5 separate regions of the Mus musculus genome follow, and regions 1, 2, 3 and 4 are each linked to region 5. The links are chromatin contacts, called in public Hi-C, Micro-C and promoter capture Hi-C maps. All regions are on one chromosome and are shown on one strand. Each heading gives the region's core, a stretch centred on a gene start, on an enhancer-like site or on the middle of the called end of the contact. The rest is flanking DNA. Distances are from core to core; before and after follow the strand shown. Region 1 holds the start of Vamp1 (vesicle-associated membrane protein 1). Region 2 holds the start of Tead4 (TEA domain family member 4). Region 3 holds the start of Rhno1 (RAD9-HUS1-RAD1 interacting nuclear orphan 1). Region 4 holds the start of Fkbp4 (FK506 binding protein 4). Region 5 holds the start of Ccnd2 (cyclin D2).

Region 1 (2,766 bases), core at 50-2,549, 1.9 Mb after region 5:
GCTTTGGAGAACTCACTTTATTTACTATTTGTGGCAGGTAGAAACACTCCACCCTAACCTATTCAGGGAGTTATAACCCTTATGTAATACAAAATCCTGCCCCCCTTTTGCCAATAGAGGCAACACAAGCAGAGTGTAGTGGTGCACACCTTTAATCCCAGCACTTGGAAGCCAGGGGCAGGTGGATCTCTGAGTTCAAGGCCAGCCTTGTCTATAGAGGGAATTCTGAGACAGCCAGGGGTACACAGAGAAACCCTATATGGAAAAGCCAAACAAAGAAGGGGGATAGAGAGAGCGAGGAAGAGGGAGAGAGAGAGGAAGAGGGAGAGAGAGAGGAAGAGGGAACAAACACAAATAAATCTAGCACCAGGCAAGAGATTCAGATAATAAATGAAAAGAAAGAAAATTCTTCATTGTGTGTATGTGATCCTAAAGGGAAGTTCTTAATTTATCTGGCCACAGAAGGGGATGATGCCAAAAAGAGCTAAAGGCTAAACTATGTGTTTTGGATAAAATGAAGAATTCACTGTTCTCCCTATTTCTCCTCCAATATTTATTTGGCTAGGACTTGATCACTGGAAATCGCCTTAGCATAAACAGCTGCATTAAGATTTCATACCACTGTCCCCTGAGACTTTCTGAGCTACTCGCAAGGCGCCACAGAACTAGCAAGTTAAGTTTCTGCAGCTTTGCTCACAGCCATGAGGCAGGTACATCACACTCTGGGTGAGGGGCATGCATAACGCAGAGACTGCGGGCACTCCAAGTCAAGAATGGACAGGAACACCTATAAGTCTTCCCAGAGGCTTTAAGAGTCTGTCAAACAAGAAAGGGTCTCCGAGTTTCCTGTCTGAATCTATACCTCCCCCACTTTTTCCCCTTTGGGGTTCCACGATACAAAGACAAGAGGGGAGGGTGCGGTGTACGTGGGACCCCCGCGCCCTCGCCCTGCCATGGAGTGCCAGCTGCAGTTGGTGCGGGATGGAGCGCTGCCCGCAGTCCGGGGTGGCCCGGTCTGGGGGCGGCGCGAGCTGGTGGTTCCCGGCGTCGCCGCAGCTGCTGCAATGCGCCATTTCCCGTCCCGCAGAGTCGGACACTGCGGGGGAGAGTCGGTAAAGAGGTGTCGAGGACCCTAGAGCAGAGTCAACTCACATTTTTCTGAAAGAGGAAGTGGAGGTCCGTCCCCTCTCTGGAGAATGCAACGAGACGGGCAGGGAGACACTGCGGCTGAAGCAGACGGAACTGTCGAGCGCCGCCTCACACGAAACACCCGGAACTCTAACTGCGGTGGAACTTACTGCAGGTGCAGGGCCGGCTCTCGGCTTTATTAGACATGACCACGCCTCTCGGATGATGTCAAAACCTCCAGGTCCAATCCTCGTGAGAAATGGCCTGCTAGTCCCGCCCCCACAACTACAGCAATTACCATTGTCCTCTTATTTCTATTTCTTCACTGACCAATACAAAAGTGGCTTGCTTAAAGTCCAGCTCAAACTCTGTCTCCGCCGCTGAGTTAGACCTTTTATGGTGCCTACCAGCCAATCGCTGAGCTGGAGACTGCTGTCATTCTTACCGCTCCCGCCCACAGCACCTGGCAGAAGGAAACCCAAGTGACTTAGACGCTGGAATCCAACTGGCTGCGAGGTTCAGCAGTGAATGCATATTCATGAAGTCCTTGGCCACAGGACCACCCCGTCACCATCCCTGCCTGAGACCATAAAACCCACATTCTTCATTCTTCTCTTCCCTATCACGAACTTCATCCCTAAACCTGTTAACACAGCGACTTAGTTAACCCAGCCCAGAAACCTGAACTAAAGTAGACTTCCCTATTTTATGTTTATGCTTTGTTTTGTTTTTTGAGACCTCTCTCTATAGATAGATAGATAGATAGATAGATAGATAGATAGATAGATAGATAGATATAGATATATACATATATACAGATATATAGATACACACACACATATATATGTGTGTATATATATATATATACACACATATATGTATATATATATACACACACATTATGCGTATGTATGTGTGTGTGTGTATATATATATATATATATATATATATATATATATATATACACACACACACACATATGTATATATATATTATGGTACAAGTTTCTGCCTGCATCTATGCATGCTTGGGTGCCCTTGGAGGCCAGAGGAGGGTTATTCCCTAGATGGTTTTGAGTATATGTGAGTGCTGGGAACCAAACCCTCTGCAAAAGCAATATGCTCCCTCCACCACTGAGCCATCTCTCTCCAGCCCCAGCCCTTTCCTCTTTACTCCTCCTCCAAAATCTAAGTAGAATCAATTTTTCCTTCTCAATACTTAAAGACGTTTCTTCTCTCTTCCAGTAGAATCCCTTTCCTAGACATCAGTTGTAAAATTCAACATTATTTTATGCTTCACAGCTTTAAAGGAATCTATAGCTGTGGTTGCGTTTTCCTAGCCTTAGAATTCTTATTTTACATTTAGTGGAAGCTTAGGTTTTGGATGCAGTGTAAATGTTTATATCTTAGGCATCCATGCAAAAGGAAAGAGAACATAGTAACATTAATAGGACAGTTACAACTTGACGTTCAGAGACTCTTTTCCCAGCAGAAACAGAGGCTTGTGTAGTCCAGGCTGGCTTCAAACATGAAATGTAGTCAAGAATGACCTTGAAATTCTGGTCCTCCTACTTCTGCCTCCTGAATGCTAGGACTGCAGAAGTTTACCACCATGCCCAGTTTTCTGCAGCGCTGGTCA
Region 2 (2,700 bases), core at 108-2,607, 1.1 Mb before region 5:
CAAGAGCTGGATCAAGGTCACCCCGCAGACCTGGTAGCAGAGACCTGTAATGGAATTCCAGCTATTCCTAAGGCTGAGGCCAGAGCAGCTGAGAGAGTTCAAGGTCAGCCTGATTAACTCAGTAGACTCAGTCTCAGAAACCAAAAGGAATCAAGGCTGGGGCCATAGCACACTGGTAGAGCATTGCCTAGCACACACAGGGAGTAGACATTAAACTGGGGAAAGTCACCCCAGTGCCTTGAATTAATTCTGTTGGTTTTGTTCTCAAATTCATGTGGATTTGCAATAATGAACTACTGTCTGGCTTCGACAGTGAACCTCTTGAAGGCAGGGGTCTGTTTCTGCACTGAGCTTGGTACCAGGTTCAATGAAGGAGTGTCCAATTAAGTGGTGGGACAGTCTGTACTTCACGCTCACAGATACGCTTGCTGCCTTGCAATGTTCTTTTCATGTGAATGGGATGTGACCAGGCTTTGTTATGACTCACCATTTAATAAGCTCACCAGAAGTTATACATCCAAATGAGGGCTGCATCCTTCAAAGTCCTCGCTTTGCGAGGCTGGATAGATACTCAGTCCCGTGGTGATGCTGGCATTTCCGTGGACTCTTTAGATCGCCTCTCTCGGTCACAACCCTGACATTTATAATACTTTCTTTCAGCGTCTCCCCGTGCTACCCTACCCTCATGTAGTATGTGTATCTCCATCTTGCGTTGTTAGCGTTGAGCAAACGATAAGATAATTCTGGAGATTTACTGCTGGCCCGAGTTTGTTTCACCAGCTCTGGCTGGGAGAGCCACACCAATAAAAGCTTAATGCTAGTGCTTCAGAGATTGTTTGATTTTGGGGAATAGTGAAGGCTTTTCTTTGATTTTAAGTTTCTCAAAGTGACAAGGTGAATGCGGGAGCTAGGTAGTAACTGATTTAAGCCAAATGGTTCTAAAGACTCGCAGCCCGAGCTCACGTGTTTCTCCTAAATTGATCTGGCACCCTTCTTTAAAACTCAGACTTCTAACTTCATGGCGACTCTGTCCTGTACCTTGGGTAACCAGCTAAGTTCCAGCTCTCTATGAACCACTGCTGGGACCTAATCTTTATTATTTCTCCCAGCATCCGGTAGACCCATGACTGGTCTCTCCTTTCCTGCTCTTTGAGAAGTGACAGTTCTGCAGATCCCAAGGGACAAGGAAAGAACTGAAAGACTGATGTTGGGGAGGGCTGGCGAGGGAAAGCGGTGGCGGATCTGGGAGCAGAGCCGGGAGTTCCTGCTTCCTGCTCCCGGAGCGAGTGTCCTCCGTAGCAGCCTCGGGGAAGGGAACAGCCCTTCCTGCTCCTGTCCGCGTACTCCAGGAGCGCAGCGAGGCGCGCCCCACCCCGGCGGAGGGGACGGTTTTCGGCTGGAGGTGGTGGAGAGACAGTTAGGACTCAACGCAACCCGGGGGTGTGGGGAGCTGGATGAGAGCGGGAAATCGGTAGATCAGAGTCAAGGGGTGTGGGTGCGAGCGGCGAGAGGCGCCGAGGGGTCCGCGGGGTTCCCGGGTGTCTCCGCCGTGTCCTGTCCCGTGGCCGCCCGCGGTTCCCGGGCTCCGCCCAGCCGTGGAGCCCAGCCTCTCTCTGGCCCGGTCTCCTCCCAAAGGTGCGGGTGGCAGCGCCACTCCCTCCGCTCCCTCCCCAGCCGCGCGCGTCTCATTCCAGCGCCCATTCCGTGCATTCCTGCCGGGCTCCTCTGCAAACTCCAGTCCCGGGGGTGGGGACCGGCCTCAGCTACGCGCTCGGGGCCCCGCAGCGGTCGCCGCGGCTGGAAGACTTGGCGCCCCGCGTGGACCTGCCGCAGCCGGCCGAGCTCTCCCACCCCGCCTCCCGAACCCTGGGACCGGTAAGGCTGCTGAGTTCGGAGGACACCCGCGTCCCGCGTGGTCCCGGGCAACACTAGGGGGCCAGTGGGGCACGTGCGGGCGGTGGAGTCTAGGGGCTGGACAGAGCAGGGTCGCTCGGCTGAAGTTGAGACTAACGAGCCTCAGCCAGGCCCTTTTCTACTTTTCTGCCTGGAGAAGAGAGCCCATAAGGGAGGTGTATTGCCTGGACCTTGTGCAGAGGTCCCCAGGGTTTGAGACGCCGTTGCTCCCCACGGTGAGAAGTGATGGGAGTGATGGACCGGAGTTCCCAAACTCCAAGGCACTATACTCTAGCAGGCAGCCCAGGGGCGCGCGCCGCGGTGCACACACGTGTCAGGGGGCTCCAGGCACACCCACACTCCGTCCGATTCAGTGAGTGAGTTCAAAGATAGGTATTACTGCGCCAGCATCCTTAAGTTTTGGGTGTTCCCGAGGAAGAGATATCTGTGCGCAGTGACTCACCTTGCTTCCAGGAGGAGGATTTGTTTGTGCTAAACGCGACCCTGTGTGCATCGCTACTTGAAGAAGGTGCTTGTCTGAAATCCCGAGTGTCGGAGTGGGCGTGGGTGTGCGATGCCTCCTCTCCAGGACTCTCCTCTCCAAGTCCTCGCTCTGAGGATGTTGGTTCTGGCTCTGACTTCTTCCTGAAGAACCGCGGCAGGGGACAATGTCTCCAAGTTCTTTGTGTTCAGGGAGAATTTGACAGTAGTAGTTGGAGGTGCCCCTCTTGCCATCCCTGCTGGGTTGAGCATTGCTGGCAGGAAGCTGCCTACACCTGCCCCCTTCCAGGCAGCTGTCTCTGTGAG
Region 3 (2,730 bases), core at 220-2,719, 1.2 Mb before region 5:
ATAAAAACCCCAATCCTTTTGAATTGGGAAAAAAAAAAAAAGATTTTCAAGAGCTTCCATTAACCACTGAGCCATCTCCCCAGCCCCATTACATTAATTTTTTTTTTAAAGTGTGTTTTTCTTCTTTCAAAATTTGCAAAGCATTTGCACAATGATATTTTGGTACCTGAAAGTAACTATATTTTAGTGGGATTTTTTTGTTTTTTGTTTTGTTTTGTTTTGTTTTTGAGACAGGGTTTCTCTGTGTAGCCCTGGTTGGTCTGCAACTCAGAAATCTGCCTGCCTCTGCCTCCCAAGTGCTGGGATTAAAGGCATGCGCCACCACTGCCTGGCAATATTTTAGTTTTGTGAGTATAATACTCTATATACCTTGATCTTCTGCTTCAAAAGTAAGATTGTAATACTGATCTCCTTCATACTAAGATGTGCCATCATTAATAAGCTTAAGGTGGCTTTTATATTTGAGACAGAATCGCCTGTAGTCCAGGCTGGCTTTGAACTGCTGAGCCTCTGGCCTCTAATTTTCTAGTTGCTGAGATTACAGTCACTCACCACTATGCCTGGCTATGCTAAAGTGGTTTTGAAACGCTAAGGAAGGAAGTCTTTAGAAAAAGCATTCCTATGGATTTTTTTATAGGTAGATAGAATAATTTATCATTAAGTTAAATCCTGTCACTTTTGCAATCCTGTGAGAAACAGAGAAAGCAGCTGTCGCTTTAGGACACCTGCCAAAGAAGGGATTACACTCTTTTGACGTTTGCCAGCTGCTTAAGAGTTCTCAGGTCCCTTCCACCCTGCAGCTCTCTTCATACTCCGTTCTCTCGACCTTCAAATCTCAGTTTTCGTTTTCCTTCCCATTGCACCCCACCCCAATCAGATGTTAGACACCCCCCCCCACCACCACAGGGGCTCTCTTTGACCAGCCTTTCCCTAACACTCCCAATATCTTCTAGCGGAAGGAGACTTGCAGAGCCACCCCACGACCCCATTATTCTCCACACTCAACAGGGAACCTTGCAACCAACACTCAGCCAGGATCCCGCCCTGCAGCGGTGGAGGCGGAGGCAGGGTTGACTGCAAATGCAGACTCCGAGGGCAGGCCTGTTCCCAGGGTCCGGGGATGCTCGGAGAACACGGCGGCGGCAAGGCCGAGGCCGGAGGCTCAGACCTTCTTCCCGGCGGTGCCCAACACCCCCTCGCGCCCCACAGCCCCGGCAGTGCCGACTCCGAGCCCTCCCTGGACCCGGCCGCACCCCACTCACCTCACAGGCCGCGTCTGCTCCACGCGGGGCCGAGCCGGGCCCGGGCGGCGGGTCCCGGCGGGACGGCCGGGGTGGGAGCCCGGGGCGGGGTGACGGGGGAGCCCGGGCCGGGGGTGGGTCCCGCAGCGCCGCTTTCAGTTGTTCCGCTGTTTGAAATTGGCGCCGGCGGAGCGTTGCGGTCACGTGACGGAGCGTCGCCAATCGGCACCGGCTTGTCTCCGGGTTCCGGCCCCGAACGCTCGGTGTCCTGAGGAGCGGCGGCCGCGGCCGGGAGGGCGGGTAAGGCGGCCCCGGCGGGGCTCGAGGGGCGGCGGGAGGGACGCGGGGACGCGCGGACGGCGGCCAGCAGCCTGCTCCGCCCCGCCCCGGACCGCCCTGCCTCAGTGGTCGACTTCCTTCCGGGACAGCGTACGCCACTTCCCCGGGCTGGCTACCCACTCGGTTACCCCTGGGTCCCCCGCCCCGCTCAGTCCACGCGGCTCCGTGGGGTCCGGCTTGGGTTTCTGGCCCTAGACTTGCGGTTACGTGGCTCCGCCCCGCTCCGGTCTGTGGCCGCCTCCTCCCGGGCCCCAGCCCCCGAGGTGTCCGGACGATCGTTTATTCCCTCGAAGTACTTTACGATAAGAGCGGAGGATACAGCGGCGGACCCGGGCGTCCTCCCCCTGGCCTCAGCGTCTGATGGCGAGGGAGCACAGAATGAGATGAACAGATCGGTAGAATTCTAGCTACAGAGGAACAAGTTAGAGGCCGGTGGGTTTTGTCTGACACAAGGTTGTGTAGAATTCTGGATCCTCGTGTTTCCGCCTTCGGAGTAGCCGGGGTCACTGGCTCGCCCTCCCGCAGCCTCCTGTGATAACTTTGTTTATTTTAATGAGATCTTGACTTAGGACAGTAAAGCCGTTCTTTCTTTCTTTCCTTTTTTTTTTTTTAAAGGAGCTGAGAACGCGGTGTAAGATCTGTTACCCATTACACAGAAGAGAGGGAAACCCTGAAGTAAATAGAGAAGGGAGAGCTGCTTTGACCGGGAGGAGGCCTGCTGAATACAAAGGCCTAAGATGTAGTGAGTGTGGTATGCTATGAGACAGGAGGCAGGGTCTTCGCCTTTCTGAATTTTGTTCTTATTTAATATTTGAAGGAACCCGGTTAGAAGTTGTAAGCAGCTAGGTATGTGGCACGTACCAATAATCCTGGTGTGAGACAAAAGGGCCTCACATTAGTCTAGTCTGGGCTACATAATAAGACTGTGTTTGAAGAGTGAGCAGAGTGTGGTGGTGCACACCTTTAATTCCAGCACCCAGGAGGCAGAGGCAGGCAGATCTCTGAATTCCAGGCCAGCCAGGTCTACATTGCCAGCCCCAGGCTAGCCAAGGCTACATAACAAGACTCTATCTCAAAGATTAATAAAAATAGGCAAAGGCTGAGCAGAAACGAGCCAAAACCTGACTTCGATTTTGTTTGGGTAAGAGAT
Region 4 (2,700 bases), core at 187-2,686, 1.3 Mb before region 5:
CTTCTACAACCCATTTGTTTGGTTCCATCAGAAGGGACTACAATAAAATACCTAATATACTTAAACCATCATAATAAGGGTTATTATTATTTCACTTCTTTGGGAGGGATAATAGGGCACAAGTGTGGATGTCAAAAGACAACTTTGAAGGGGTTTTCTCAATACTGTGGGTGTTAGGGATAAAACCCAGGTCTAAAGACTTTCAAAAGCACCAACATCCACTGAGCCATCTCGCAGGCACCATATAATAACTAGCTTATTGCCTACTTAAACGCCATCACTTGCGTTGGACCACGAACAGCACCATGCTGGGCACACAGAGACAAAAAGTTCATTACACTGGAATGAAAACTCGCAAAGCCAATAATACAATAGGCAGGTCTGATAGCACTCACCAGGCTGTATAACTGGGTACTAAACTGCTGGGCAGAGTCAGGACCTCTCCAGACAGATCTTCCATCAAGCCAGCACTGTTCCGGTAATCAGAACTTCATGGTTTTAGCCACACAGACTCAGAACTCCACAGGCATCTCATAGGAGCAGCGAGCAGGTTGAGAAAACCTTCCTTCCTATTCACCTTTAGTAAAGAGGGGGAAGGGGGAAAAAATTTTTTTTTCGCGTGAGCTGAAACCATTTTGTGTGCCAGTACTAACCAAAAAAGGCTGATTAGTATGGTGGGAGAAAAGGAATTTTAACACACGTACCTCCACTTACAAGTCTATGGCTCTTATAAATCTGCTCATGGCATTTTTGCGGTGGGCCTGCCAGGCTGCAGGGAGGGCAAAGTTGTGTCCGATCTGTGCACCTGGGCTGAAACTGTCCCTACGGGGCCCACACTTTCAATCCCTCGACCTCTCTTTCCCACACTGCTCAGGTGCCCACGCCTGGAACCATGGGCATCTGTGGCACAATCACGGGAGGCCGATCTTTGCCACTTCACATCTGACTGCCTGTCTCCAGCTATTCCGCTGTGGGCCTGGGTGAGCAGGGCCGGCCACGAGGCAGGCCCGGACTTGGGAGGCTCGCCACTTGGAGTCCTGAGGATAGAGAAGGATCTGGAAAAATCGCTTAGACGCGGGCAGAGGGGTGGGGTAAGGGTGGGGGTGGGGCGGAACGACATAGGGAAGATTGTGATCCCAGAGGTCCTGGTGTAGGAGGAGGGCACTCCTAGGGGCCATCAACCAGAAAAGCAAATCTTAACAAAAACGACACAAACAAACAAAAAAACCAAACCACTCCAGTACCCTCAGTCCAAGAGCCTCAACCCGTTTAACCGCTTCTCTAGAAAGTTCTCCGCTCCCGCCCCTTTGCAGCCCGCTCGTGCCGCTCCTCCCTGCCCCGCCCCCGAGGCGGAGGGGACCAATTGCAGGCCGGGCCGCGCCAGGCCCGCCCCTCGGCGTCACCCCACTCGGCCGCCGCCGGCGAGCGCGCGGATAGCCGGGTGCGCGAGCCTGGAGCGCGGTTCGAGGTGGGCAGCGCCGCCTTCCGCCGCACGCCGCCCCGTCGCTCACTCCGGTCGGCGGCCAGAGTGCCGTGCTCGCGCTTGCCACACTCTCGCAGCCAACGGTGCGCCCAGCGGCCATGACCGCCGAGGAGATGAAGGCGGCGGAGAACGGGGCGCAGTCGGCGCCCCTGCCTCTCGAAGGAGTGGACATCAGCCCCAAACAGGACGAGGGCGTGCTCAAGGTGAGGGGCCGCGGAGTCCTCGGCTGCAGGCTCATGGGCCTTGGGGGTACCGCGGCCGGAGGATGGGGGGGATTCGTCTTCCCTGCGCAGGCTGCAGCCCTGAAAACGGCACGGCGGCTGCACGCTCCGGAGGGTGCGGCCCGGGTCCGGGAAGAAGCCCCCACTGCAACGCCAACTCGATCCGGCTGCACTGTGCGGCTGAGAGGGGCGGAGCGGAGCGCGAGAGCCGCTGCCAGGGGGCCCGGGCGGGGTGCACGAGGCTCGGGCGCGCCGAGGGACTCAGGCCTCGCCTCCCGGGAACCCCTCGGCCGCAGCGTGCGCCGTCCACCTGGACGAAGGTGCGCCAGGGCTCGCCCACTTGAAAGTTAAACATTAGCTAGGACCTGAAACGGCTCCCGGGAGCAGGTTCCTGGCCCAAAGCCCTTTGTGCCTTTCTGCGCCCCTTTTGCAATCGCCGAGATCCAGCGAGGTCACGGGCTCGGCCATGCTGTGCCCCCTTTCTCGGCCCGGGGAGAGCGAGAGCGATGCATGCCGGGACCTGTAGTTCCTCGCCTGCCCCTCCTGAGTCTTTCTGAGTTGGGGGGTACTGGGTGCTGGCCATGGGGGGAGGTGCATTGCCTTAGAGCCAGCGGCTCACTAATCGCCTGACTGCAAATAGCCCGAGGAGCGAGGGGGAGGGCGCCCTGACCCGGGTCGGGACAATGGACGCCGTTTCAGAGCAGGTTCTGCCAGCAGTCCAGGACGGTGAAATCCTAACCTGCATTGCATGTCTCCCTGCATCCATTGTTTCTCCTCCGTGAGTCCCATTGCTCAGTTTCTAGTGTGTGTGGCTTGTGCAAACCAGAGACCTTAGGGAGCCTCGTTGGTCCAGAAATGCTCCTGGCTTTTTACCTCAACTCTTGCTGCTCCCCGTGAACATGTGGCCCTTTCTCCTTTGCGCTAGGTTCTGATTCCCAGACGGGGTCTGTTCCTCTTTTATCCTCCATTCCTTCGCGGGGCCCTGTACATTCTTAT
Region 5 (2,700 bases), core at 61-2,560:
AGCCTTAAGCGTCCCTGATCATCCCCCCTTCTTAAGGAAGGAGGGACTCAGTGCCCCCCCCCGTGTGCCCAGAGAGGTGCAACCCACGCCATGCTATCTGCACGTGCCAGCGTGGCCACCATGCGGGGGCCAGTGGTTCCTCGCCCCTTCCTCCCTCCTTTAATATAGTTAAAGGCAGGGTGGGAGCAGGAAGGAGGTGAGGAAACGCCAACGTGTCCCCCTCTACCAACAGCCTTGACCACAGGATGCTTTAGAGCACATGTCAGAGCCGACCCCAAAATCCTGGCGGAAGGATGAGGCGCGAGACCCCACGGGGTCGGGGATTGAGGGGTGCAGGACTCAGGAGCCCCCGGGGAAAGGAAGGGTGGCCTTGCTGGCGCAGGGAGAGCCAAACCTAAACCCTCCCTCTCCCCCTCCCTGGCCCCTCCCGAGCCATTTCCTAGAAAGCTGTATCAATGTGGCCACGCTCCGCGCAGACACCTAGGGCGGCTTGTCAGCAGATGCAGGGGCGAGGAAGCGGGTTTTTCCTGCGTGGCCGAGGCCCGCGGAGGAACCGCTGCTAGCCCTGCCCCCGGTCTGGGGCCGCTCTGAGAGGCTGGCCGCGTTGCCCAATGGCGCCCCCAAGAACAGAAAGGTTTCTGCAGGAGGGTCATATTCTACTAGGCTTAAGAAGCACCCCTTTCTCCAACATCCACCCCTTCCTCCTCTTCCTCTCCACGCACGTGGCTCGGGGCGGACAACAGCTTGAAAGTTATCAGGAGTCTAAGCTTGAGGGGCATAACCTTTATCCCTGGTTTGGCGAGGTTGCAATTTTCTCAAATAAGCCTTTCCTTGTTCCTCATTTAGGGGTCTACTTCTAAGTTATCTGAACTCATCCACATGGTAAATCTATCTACCTGAATCTTGAATAATGGGCTGTTTTTCTGATCACATTGCAAGCCTCCGAAGTTAGAGAGCACACACGTACACACCCTTTATGCCCCCATGGTATGCCTACAGAATGTCAGAAAGGATAATCAATAGGAATCCATGGGGTTTGTGGGTTCCCCTATCCGAGGCCCCTAGCATGCGGGGCTGGATGGGGAGAGGGCCTCGGAGAAGTAGGGAGAGGGGTTGGGGGTGGGGAGCGGGGATCGTGTTTGAAGTTTGGTCAGGCCAGCTGCTGTGCTCCTTAATAACAAGAGGGAAGGGGGGGGGGAGAGGGAGGGAAAGATTGAAAGGAGGGGAGGGACGCTAGAGGAGGGGAGGAAAGGGGGAGGAGGAACCTGAGAGGGGGAGGAGATCTAACTGCCCTTCCAGCTTGCGTCACTGCCTGAGCGAGAGAGGAGAGCGAGCTGAGGAGAGCCGGGCAGTTCGGAGGGAAGGACCGGTGCGAGTCAGGCGGCCCTTGAGGCTCCGCTCGCCCACCTTCCACTCTTCTCTCTCTCTCTCCCTCTCTCTCTTTGCCATTTCTTTCCTCTCCCAAATCTCCCATTCAGCCAAAGGAAGGAGGTAAGGGAAGCACTCCCCGACCCCCCCGCACCTCCAAAAAATAATAATAATAAAAAAAATTTACAGTCGGGACCGAGTGGTGGCCGGCTGGCTATGGAGCTGCTGTGCTGCGAGGTGGACCCGGTCCGCAGGGCCGTGCCGGACCGCAACCTGCTGGAAGACCGCGTTCTGCAGAACCTGTTGACCATCGAGGAGCGCTACCTCCCGCAGTGTTCCTATTTCAAGTGCGTGCAGAAGGACATCCAACCGTACATGCGCAGGATGGTGGCCACCTGGATGCTAGAGGTAGGTGTGCGGGCGACGCTCTCAGGGAGAGGCAAGCCCAGCCGCTCCATCCCTACCTCCAACACGCAGAGATCCTAAAAACTGCGGGAGAACTACCCCTGCGCTGGCCTCCCCCGCTCGTGCGCGAGGTAGCCCCGCACCCTTGGGCGAGACGCTAATTCTGTCCCTTGCTAGATTAACTAGTGGAGGAAAACTTGGGTGAGTGAGGATGTCCTCCCCCCCCCGGGGGGTTGGCATCCCGCGCGTGTGCCTGCATGTGGCTTCCTCGTCTTCCCATCTCCATTTCTGACCTGTGGTGTGGAAGCAACCCCGGCTGCCTTCAGTGAGGCCCCAGAGGGTGTTGCGACCTAACAATCCATACCAACATATAAAGAGCCCCCCCCCGCCCCCGACTCTCAGGGTTGGGGCAAACCGTCTGAGCCTTAGGACTCCGCGTTGGCACTTTGGCAGGAGGTGGGGGTGGGGGAGAAACAGGGAATTCAGGAGAGCCCCGGAAGTCATACTGAAAAAAACGTGCGTTTAGGGCAATCTGAAAGAACCGCTGCTTTAGCCTTGCTTGCAATCTTTGCCGAGAGAGCAGGGTGCCCACGTATGCACAGCTCTGGACCTGCCGTGGTTTCGCCATGTTGCTTTGCAAACTCCATTTACAAGGACTGGCAACATTCGCCGGCGCCCCCACCCCCTCTCAGCACCCCATGATCCTGGGCACCCTCTTTCTGATCGTGCCCTCTTCCCCAGCCCTCGGTTCACCAAGGTTACTTACAGTTTGGCTGCTTCTTGAGCGCGCAGATTTGGGTGGGGTAGGAAGCGGGGGAGGAGGTGTGTAGAGCAGGCTAGGGGGCACCCCCAAATGAGAGGTCAGAGTCCCGCATGCCTCCTGGAGGGGGGTTCCCTGGTTTCGTCTCACCCAACCCCCAGCAGGCA

The links. Promoter capture Hi-C pulls out the DNA fragments that hold promoters and counts their contacts. Hi-C and Micro-C count contacts between places; a contact is called where the count stands out from the background.
Region 1: a contact with region 5 is called in a Hi-C map of B cells, with 6 read pairs. The contact joins the promoter of Vamp1 here to the promoter of Ccnd2 in region 5. A contact is called at or near these places in 1 of 39 promoter capture datasets (pre-B cells) and 1 of 484 Hi-C or Micro-C datasets (B cells).
Region 2: a promoter capture Hi-C map of embryonic stem cells shows a contact between it and region 5. The contact joins the promoter of Tead4 here to the promoter of Ccnd2 in region 5. A contact is called at or near these places in 3 of 39 promoter capture datasets (embryonic stem cells and liver), 2 of 484 Hi-C or Micro-C datasets (both in embryonic stem cells) and 2 of 115 datasets of contacts at active chromatin or transcription factors (astrocytes and pancreatic cancer cells).
Region 3: a contact with region 5 is called in a Hi-C map of muscle stem cells, with 2.9 times the contacts expected there. The contact joins the promoter of Rhno1 here to the promoter of Ccnd2 in region 5. A contact is called at or near these places in 2 of 39 promoter capture datasets (cranial neural crest and pre-B cells), 6 of 484 Hi-C or Micro-C datasets (the G1E-ER4 cell line, embryonic stem cells, erythroblasts and 2 more) and 4 of 115 datasets of contacts at active chromatin or transcription factors (astrocytes, embryonic forebrain, pancreatic cancer cells and 1 more).
Region 4: a contact with region 5 is called in a Micro-C map of the G1E-ER4 cell line, with 7 times the contacts expected there. The contact joins the promoter of Fkbp4 here to the promoter of Ccnd2 in region 5. A contact is called at or near these places in 4 of 484 Hi-C or Micro-C datasets (CD4 T cells, the G1E-ER4 cell line and cardiomyocytes) and 2 of 115 datasets of contacts at active chromatin or transcription factors (astrocytes and pancreatic cancer cells).

What each region holds. Positions count from the first base shown.
Region 1 is chr6:125,214,114-125,216,879 of GRCm38.p6, reverse strand. Vamp1 (vesicle-associated membrane protein 1) reads right to left here and starts at 1,299. Exons shown (of 5, transcript NM_009496.3): 1 at 1,153-1,299. The coding sequence starts at 1,154.
Region 2 is chr6:128,299,470-128,302,169 of GRCm38.p6, reverse strand. It overlaps Tead4 (TEA domain family member 4), which reads left to right and starts at 1,357. Exons shown (of 12, transcript NM_011567.2): 1 at 1,357-1,875.
Region 3 is chr6:128,361,650-128,364,379 of GRCm38.p6, reverse strand. It overlaps Rhno1 (RAD9-HUS1-RAD1 interacting nuclear orphan 1), which reads left to right and starts at 1,469. Exons shown (of 3, transcript NM_001326585.1): 1 at 1,469-1,541. Foxm1 (forkhead box M1) reads right to left here and starts at 1,386. Exons shown (of 8, transcript NM_008021.4): 1 at 1,263-1,386.
Region 4 is chr6:128,437,392-128,440,091 of GRCm38.p6, reverse strand. It overlaps Fkbp4 (FK506 binding protein 4), which reads left to right and starts at 1,436. Exons shown (of 10, transcript NM_010219.4): 1 at 1,436-1,686. The coding sequence starts at 1,582. Gm10069 (predicted gene 10069) reads right to left here and starts at 1,335. Exons shown (of 5, transcript NR_028593.1): 1 at 705-1,335; 2 at 396-577.
Region 5 is chr6:127,149,658-127,152,357 of GRCm38.p6, reverse strand. Ccnd2 (cyclin D2) reads left to right here and starts at 1,310. Exons shown (of 5, transcript NM_009829.3): 1 at 1,310-1,776. The coding sequence starts at 1,585. All of the region lies in intron 1 of 9330179D12Rik (RIKEN cDNA 9330179D12 gene), which reads right to left.